Regions from separate parts of the Rattus norvegicus genome. Here region 2 is linked to region 1. Evidence: chromatin contacts called from public Hi-C data. All regions are on one chromosome and are shown on one strand. Each heading gives the region's core, a stretch centred on a gene start, on an enhancer-like site or on the middle of the called end of the contact. The rest is flanking DNA. Distances are from core to core; before and after follow the strand shown.

Region 1 (4,543 bases), core at 700-3,199:
AACTGCACACATGTACTTAACTTCCATTAAAACTGCCTAAAATCCTGCAGGTACGGTTTCAGTGGTGAGTGCTAACGAAGGTCAGCACTCAGTGTCAGGCAGGCTGGCTCATGTCCGGAATCCCAGGACTTGGGGAGTGAAGGCAGGAGGGACAGAAGTGTCAAGGTCTTCCCTAACTATAGACTGAGCTCAAGGCTTGCTAAGGATTCAGAAGAGTGTGTCAAATGAATGAATGAATGAATGAATGAATGAATGAAAGAAAGAAAGAAAGAAGGAAAGAAAAGAAAGAGAAAGAAACAAAGAAACAAAGAAAGAAAGGAACAAAGAAAGAAACAAAGAAACAAAGAAAGAAAGAAAGAAAGAAATTAAAATGTAGTTCCTTGGTTGGTGAGTCCCCTTTCAGATATCCACCAAGCAACATCAATCATGTGACTGATGGTCACTGCTGTGGGTAGGGCAGACTCGGTGTTTCCACACAGACCTGGGTGCTGTGTGAGGTCACCACCCCCACCACTACTAGATTACCTCAGCTCTCCCCACTGCACTCTCCTACGGCTCTCCTGTACCACTGGAATGATGCCGGCCTTTGCCCAAACACCTAAGATTATCTCTCTTTATCCCTTCTTATAAACTGCTCTTATTATCTTTCCCATTTAAGCAAGTTTAGTATTTTAACAATCTTATAAGTATGTGTGTATACATATACATAATCATATAAAACACACACATATAATTATATAATATATATAATAATGACATATATATATCTCATGACTCTAAAGTTCTTGAAAATAGAGAGCAGTGAACATCAGAGTTTAGGATCCAAACATCCATTAAGTGTCCACTGAGGCACTTAGTACCAAGGACTAAAGTCAACTGAAATTTTTCGGAGGCCAAGTTCCCTCAAGTACAGAGCATACCCATCTGTCTCCCCACCACAGTGCAGGCAGGCAATTACACGCACTGATGTAAAGGTGCAGTGGGAGACACATGAATCCTAAAGATGTGGGGCTAACAAAGCATTTTAGAGACGCATGGTTCCAGAACACTGCACACCTTATTTAAACAACTCCACGTCAGTGTCCTCCCTTCAGTAACCAGTGAGCATATAAATAAAAAGTACAACTGAACAAGGCTATCTCAAAAAGAAAAGGAAAAGAAAAGGAAAGGAAAGGAAAGGAAAGGAAAGGAAAGGAAAGGAAAGGAAAGGAAAGGAGAGGAGAGAGGGAGAGAGGGAGGGAGGGAGAGAGAGAAAGAAAGAAAGAAAGAAAATAAATAATTTAAAATAATTTAAAAGCGGGGCTGATGAGATAGATTAGTGGGTACTTCTGCTACTCCTGACAGCCTGAGTTCCATCCCCAGGGCCCACATGGCAGGAGAGAGCAGCCCCTGAACACTGTCCTTCAACCATGTTCTATGCTGCGCGCGCACATGCGAGCGCGCACACACACACACACACACACAAACACACACACACACACACACCCCTAACTATATCTGTCTCTAGCTCTCTGCCTCAAAAGACCAACCAGAAGAGTTCAATCACAAATTAAAAGAGTCAATTAATGCTTTTTAATAAAGAAGTTGCCAGACTTTCTAGCCCCTGAGGGCTGAGGCTCTGATAAAAGCTTATAAGACCCACTCACTAAAAACTGAAGGTGTTGCCAGTAGGAGCTCAGAGTTGGAGGCAATAAAAGGTCTAGAATAAATGACCCCTGTGAACTCCGACAGTTTATGCACACAGGTCTGAGAACACAGCCTGGGGTCGTGCTAAGGATCCTAGCTCAGCACTGCCCACTCCTGGCCACGATGTAAAGAAACCCCTGGTCCGCATTTAAGTTCACCTAGGCCTCTGCTGCCCTCCCATGACGGGGAAAGGAGCTAGCTTCTGTTGTTCCACCGAAATACAACTCATGCTTTGTGACACACTCCCAGCACAGGAGAGGTGCATCCACTAGATGGCAGCAGAGCACAGAGGGTGCCATCTAGGCTGCAGCAGATGGCACCATGCTCATATGCAAATGGACTCAGTGGATTATAAAATAATTTAAAAAGAGAGCATGTGGTGGGGTACTAAGCAGGGGTGATACAACCAAAATATACTACATAAATAAATTTAAACTCTTTTTCTTTAAAGTCCCAGAGCAAGTAAGCTGGTTCAGGGACAATGGGCACTTCCCTGAATCCTGACGCCAAGTGTGAGCCCTACGACCCACACAGAAGAGAACTTTGGGAGGTAGTCAGTCCTGTTCACCATGTGCTCTAGGCACACACGCACGCACTCACTCACACACACACACACACACACACACACACACACACACACTCACACACACACATACGCACTCACACACACACACGCACTCACACAAAATAAAATCTAATAAATTCAAGTTCCAGGTAAGGAGACCTTGTCTCTTAATTAAAAATAAAGATGGAGATGGGAAACAAAAATATATTTTGAGTCCCTTTCCAAGGTAATTCTCCTGAGTACTACTTTTGATAAATTAAAAAGCCAGGATTGCCTATCGTAAACACTACTATCAGCTCAAAGGCTCTGCCAGCCCGCTCGCACACAGCCTTCAGGCACTAGCTGGGATTAGATTTTGACAATAGGAAGAGACTCTCCCCATATTAAAAAGGCAGAACTAACAAAATTTCAGCCCAGGCTTCTGGCAACCATCTCCACCCAGGAAGGCCAGCACACTTAAGCTCTGTTGTTCCTTGGTACCTACTTCACTGTCCCCGTCCCACAGCCACATCCCCAGGATGTTAACTCCCCAGTACAACCCAACACCCTGAAACCAGGTAGGCCGAGGCACACATCTTTAATCCCAGCACTCGGGAGTCAGACACAGGTAGATCTGAGTTTGAGGCCAGGCTGGTGTATATAGCAAGTTCTAGGACAGCCAGAACTACACAGAGAAACCCTGTCTAGAAAAACAAACAAACCAATCCTGAAAGTGGAGCTGGAGAGAGGCCTCCGCAGTTAGGATTATATACTGCTCTTTCGAAGGACCCAGGCTCAGTACCCCACACCAGCAGCTCCTAACTGCCTGTAACTCTAGCTCCAGGACATCCATCACCTCTGGTCGCTATGGGAACCTGCACTAACACACACAGACATACAAATATATGCAAGTTAAAAATACATTTTTTAAAATTAAAACAGGAATCTAAAATTGGGGCTGGGAGATGCAGACCTATACTCATAATCCCGCACATAGGAGGCAAGGATTGGAGGATCAGGAAGGAGTACAAGGCCATCCTTTAGTACATAACTTGTTTGAAGTGACCTTGTACTACTCTAAGGGTCCCTGCTAGAAAGCAAAAACAAACAAAAGATTTCTCCCGGTGCTCTCTGATCTCTCCGTGCCCAGTCTGCAACGGGAATGGCAGGCTTACCTGGAGGAGGCTTCCTGGAAATAAAATGGATCTCACAAGCACTGGAGCAGCCCCCACCGAGCACTCATCTGCTCTTCCTTGGCCCTCCTGGGTCACACTGACTTTTACAGCTCAATGCCATTCTCTTTTGTTCTGCCTTTTCTCCCTGGTTTCAAATGTCACCTTCAAATTCATTAAAAGATTTCTTTAAATGCCCATCTGTCAACTGGAAGATAAGGAGAATGCTAGGGAGAAACATGAGAATCCTGCTCAAACTGTGCTGCCTATAGCCCATAATTCCTGTCAGACTAAGGACGTCAGTACCTCCAGTGTCTTAGGAACGAGTGTTATCACCGCTCTGAGTGCTTCTGGTTGTTTCCTTTGATCCTACCTTCTGAGTTCCTGTGACCATCAGGACTCACTTGGAAACTAGGTGTAGCATGTATGGCACAGTGGACACGCGGTGAATTAAAACCACACAGATGGGACAAGTGTGTGGGCAGGGTAGGTGTACCAGGTGAAAGGTCTCTGGAGAATGTGCGAGGCAACACCCCAGACAAGAGCGTTCCCCACCTTGTCTGCGAGCCTACTGTTTTCTACAGTGCCTGGCCACTGAAGTGGGACTGGGCGATTCTGCGTGCTCTCAGCCCATCACTCCCAGCCGGGTAGGTGATCTGCACTGCACACCTTGGCTGAGCCTGCTCTTCCTCTTTTGTCCTAATTTTGAAATACTCAGTTCTCTGGAAGCCGAGTCCTCCTCCAAACACGTTAGCACTAGAAAAGAATTTTCCATGACTTGGTGTCTCTCTGAGCCTGGAGAAGACCCTGGAAATGCACTGTCCCTTCATGAATACATAGCTAACTCATCTAGGAAACGCCTTCACAAATCCAGAGTGAGGCGGTCAGAGGACACAACGCCTGAGTTAGACCCAGCATTCATTAACTCAGGGCGGTCCACACTAGAGGCTACATTCGAGGGAGCCAATGAAAACAGTTAACTGGGGCCTGGCCAGAGCTACAATCTGCCGCTCAACTCCTTCTCCATCCACCTCTCAGGGCGCTTCATCCTGGTGTCTGGTAACCTTAATCACGTCATGCCTTCACGGTACGTCTGAGTCTTTAACCTTAAGATGGGGTCTCATCAAGTTCCAATCTTCCC
Region 2 (4,393 bases), core at 1,017-3,516, 130 kb after region 1:
TGATTTTTGTTTCTGGCTCTCATTATATATAATATAATCTCACACACATACACACACACACACACACACACACACACACACACACACATATCACCCTTTAAACCCTGACCCCGACACCTGGCATTATAGCATCCTTTTGCTAATTCACCATCTCTTATTTTTGGGTTGGTTTGTTTAATTTTTCTCAGCTCCTATTGATATTTCAGATTTTTTTTCATTTTACTTTGTTTTTATAAGCAGAGTTTCTCTGTGTGACCTTGGCTGTCCTGGAACTCACTCTGTATACCAGGCTGGCCTCGAACTCACAGAGATCCTCCTGCCTCTGCTTTTAAAGTGCTGGGATTGAAGGCGTGTACCACCACTGGCAGTGGCAGATATTTCAGATTTTTTTAATCATTTATTTTTATTTTATGTGTATAAGTGTTTATCTAAATATTTGTCTGTGCACCACATGGAGTCCCTGATACTGGAGGAGACTAGAAGAGGGTTTCAGATCTCCAGGAACTGGAAATAGAGACAGTTGTGAGCCCCCTGTATGGGTGCTGGGACTCACACTCAGGTTAGCTGAGCCATCTCTCCAGCCCTCATTTTTCATGCCTATTAAATTTTATCAGGTATTAAATAATGGGACTATTATATTGTTGAAATCGTTAGATTATATTGGCTTCCTTAAAGTATATATTCAATTTTGTCCAAACAAAAAGAAAATCAAATTTTCTAGGATATTTTTGTTTGTTTTGCTTGTTTGTTGAGACAGAGCAAGACAGTAAGTTTCATTATGTAGTCCTGGTTATTCTAGAACTCACTATGTAGACTAGGCTGGTCTCAAACTCACAGAGAGACACACCTGCCTCTGCCTTTTGAGTGCTGATATCAAAGGCCTGTGCCCACAATATTTGACTTAAAAAAAATAATAATATGAGTGTTGTGCTTTCTTCTATGTATGTGTACTACCCACTTACCTAGTGTCCATAGGGACTCGAAAAAGGTCACACACACACACACACACACACACACGCTCCGCAAAATAAATACGTATCAGTGGTTAAGAGTACTTGCTGCACCATAGTGAATACCAGAGTTCAGATCCCAGCACTCATGCAACAAACACCTCTAACTAGCTCAGAGAGACCCAACGCCCTCTTCTGGCCTCCAGGAATGTACACCCACACAACACACAAAAATCTATACAAAAACTTTTAAGTTTTTATTCCTCCAGAGTATCTAGCAGCATATGAAGAACTATATGTGATCAACTCCCTCCTTCCCCAGCAGTAGCTTATTTTTCATGTTACATTTATTATTTTTCTTTTTTCTTTTTTTTTTTTTTTTTTTTTCGGAGCTGGGGACCGAACCCAGGGCCTTGCGCTCGCTAGGCAAGCGCTCTACCGCTGAGCTAAATCCCCAGCCCCACATTTATTATTTTTAAGGGCTCCGTTTGTAACACCACTGGCCTTGAACTCACCACCTCCCTGCATCAGCTTCCTTTTCAATGCTGGAGTCACAGGCATGCAACACCATGCCCAGCTTGCTTCGTCTCATGCTTTACTTTACGGAAGCTTTTAGTTTCAAGAAATACGCAACGAAATCTATACATAGATGACAACAAGCTTGAAACAGCAGATCCAAGGCATCAAGTTCAACTTTCATCTTTAGTCTCCTCACAGCCAGCTATTTCCTGGAAGCTGCCTTCGCTATAGCTTTGTCCGATTCCAGGCTACTTTCGAATTTCATTGGATCTGTCACTACAGTATTACCTTGCAGTAAGAAAAAACCCATGCCACTGTTTTTTGCCTTTCTGGTTTGCCTGTTTGTGGGGTTATTTCTAGTTTGAGGTTTTGATTCTTTGTTATCTTCTTGTGACAGGGTCTCTTTCTGCTGTCCAGGCTGGCTTTATACATAGTAGGTAACCAAGATTCGAACTCCCCGCAATCCTCCCAAATGCTGGGATTATAGACTTGAGGAACCATTTCAAGAGTAAAGGCTAACACAAAAAAAATCAGGGAACAATTACAGGTTGGCAAATGGAAGGGAAAACGGGAAATATACTATGTTTACACTGCTACTTAACAGCGGTCTCCAACGTGTCTTTTAGCTTCAATATCTGCGTAATCTAGTTGATGTTTTTTTTAACAACTTCAGTTTCCACCCCTCGCTTCCTTCTCTCTCCCTACTCGATCTGTGACGACAGGTCTGACTTCCTGCCCGTTTCCAAAATGGCCTCTCCCGCAACTTCAAAGTTCTGTGTGCGCATGCGCGAGAGTAAGTTCTCTTCCCGGCAAGATGGCGATGGGTTCAGTTTGCCGTCGCTGGCAGCTTCTGCGACTCCTACAGCCCCCGCGTTCGGTAAGGTTCCGTCCATGGTGCAGGGATGCTGCCTTGCCCTTGTCACTTGAGCTGAGGTCACGAGCAGATGCTGACCCGGCCACTGGGACCTGCGTGTCATGACCTCGGGTCGCGTGAGGACACCACCGGGTTACGTCCCGGGGTTGGTGGCCCGGTTTCTCTGTAGCTGTCTGGGAACTGCTTTCGACCCTGAGCCGTGACCTCTGGGCCCCATCCCCGGGCTTCCGTAACAGGATGCGGGAGACCAGGGCCCGAGCTCCACCCTGCACGCTCCAGTGCATGCCTTCGGGGCCTGAAGTCAGTGCGAGCAGAGTTGCAGTGCCCCGACTGCTGCAGCAGGCTGCCGGCGGGAGAGGCGGGTCGGCTGGGACTTAAGGCCTTCCCTTATCCTTTCACTCGGTCAGTTCCACAGCGTCGCAGGGTCCCTGAAACCGCTGGCAACCAAGCTCCTCGCAGCCCGCTCGGGTAGTGGGCGGCCACACTACGCTCTTCTCGCCGTCCTAACCCCTCGCTGCATCAGTACATCTGCTGCCCTCTTTGCAGAAGCCCAGGTAAGAGGTTCCCGCTGAAGAAAGGAGCACAGCTTCTTGGCCCGTTTCTTTTGTTATGTGTTGTTTTTGTTTTGCTGAGTACAGTGAATGTATAGCAGAGTTCTTTTCACACTCCACGCAGTTCCTCACAATATTAGCCTGTTTGGAATAGAAGGAAATTCTCAGCCGACTCAGTGGGGAAATGCTTAAAAGTACACGAGAAATTTATAGGGCAGGCAAGATGACCCTACTGTACAAAAAGCTCTTGCTGTGCAACCCTGGTAACCTGAGTGCCAGTCCTGGAACCGAAGTAAAGGTGGAGCCTGTTGTGACACAGTCCCAGTAATCCCAGCACTCGGGAGGCAGAGGTGGACAGATCTCTGAGTTGAAAACCAGCCTGGTCAACATAGCAAGTCAGAGCTGTGTAGTGTGACCTTGTCTCAAAATTTAATTAATTAATTGATTAATTAATTAATGAGGAAGGCAAGAACTGGCTGGACAAAGTTGGTCTCTGACTTCCACACATGCTGTGGCATACATGCCTACACACATCATTCGCACACAATGAAAATGAATTAAATTTTGTATTCAAGACACTGCCAGAGGGAGTAGTTGTAAGCTAATAATGTAAAATGTGATTGTGGGTTTGTGTATTTGTGATATATGTGATTCTTTGAATACTGTTTCTTAGAAGCCTGAGTAGGATTTTTCTCTTAGAGATTTATCATATAGTGTTGTGTGTGTGTGTGTGTGTGTGTGTGTGTGTGTGTGTGTGTGTGTGTGAGACTGTGCATGTGATCGTGGGTGCCCATGGGCACCAGAAGAGGGCATTAGAGACCCTGAGGCTGGAGTTAAAGGTGGTTGTGTGCTGCCCTACAAGGGTGCAGGGAACTGAAAATGGATCCTCTGCACCCCTGAGCCCTGCCTCAGGGGAGTACTCAGTAACAGAGCTTGGTTAGCGTGTTCAAGGCCCAACCTGAACTACAGAGCAATCAAGATTCCGCCTCCAAAACTAACTTTCCCACCCACCCACCACTATTAAGAATAAAGAAAGAAAGAAAGAAAGAAAGAAAGAAAGAAAGAAAGAAAGAAAGAAAGAAAGAAAGAAAAAAAAAACTAAGTTGAATTAAAGAGAATTTCATCTGAGGGCTAGCCCAGTGGTCCGTGTTCTTGCCAGAAGTTCGGGAAGCCCTGAGTTCCGTTCCCAGCACAACACAAAAGGATTCCAAGTGCAGGCGATTTGGAATATGGGAAGGGTGCTGGCTATGATGCTCAAATGACTGAAGTCTGGGAGGCATGATGTGGGAAGCAAGTTCCCTGCCTGAAGGGTAGCCGTGAGAGGCTCTCTTAAGTTATTCTTCTTATGCTAGAGGCAAACGCTAATGTCCTTTGAAAGCAGGACTGTGTGGACACAATTGGCCATCCTTGAAGAACAAGAAGTAAAAGCAAGAAAATGGAGCCCGGGACTGTTGAGCGTAAGGGATCCTCACCTTTTGTTCATCCCACTCATGGTACTT

The links. A called contact is a pair of places that touch in the nucleus more often than the background predicts.
Region 2: a contact with region 1 is called in a Hi-C map of psoas muscle, with 2.4 times the contacts expected there. The contact joins the promoter of Oxa1l here to the enhancer-like site in region 1. A contact is called at or near these places in 10 of 12 Hi-C or Micro-C datasets (the A7r5 cell line, Schwann cells, frontal cortex and 5 more).

Annotation. Positions count from the first base shown.
Region 1 is chr15:31,648,777-31,653,319 of GRCr8, forward strand. The region is part of intron 2 of Dad1 (defender against cell death 1); the gene reads right to left. Among named protein-coding and RNA genes, the nearest start is that of Dad1, 16 kb to the right of the region's middle. Within about 2 kb of position 1,950, at least 12 of the 93 cell types and tissues checked have an H3K27ac peak or open chromatin away from gene starts, as enhancers often do. A contact at or near this core is called in kidney, where this site is marked.
Region 2 is chr15:31,781,459-31,785,851 of GRCr8, forward strand. Oxa1l (OXA1L, mitochondrial inner membrane protein) reads left to right here and starts at 2,267. Exons shown (of 10, transcript NM_001168583.1): 1 at 2,267-2,346; 2 at 2,751-2,897. The coding sequence starts at 2,284.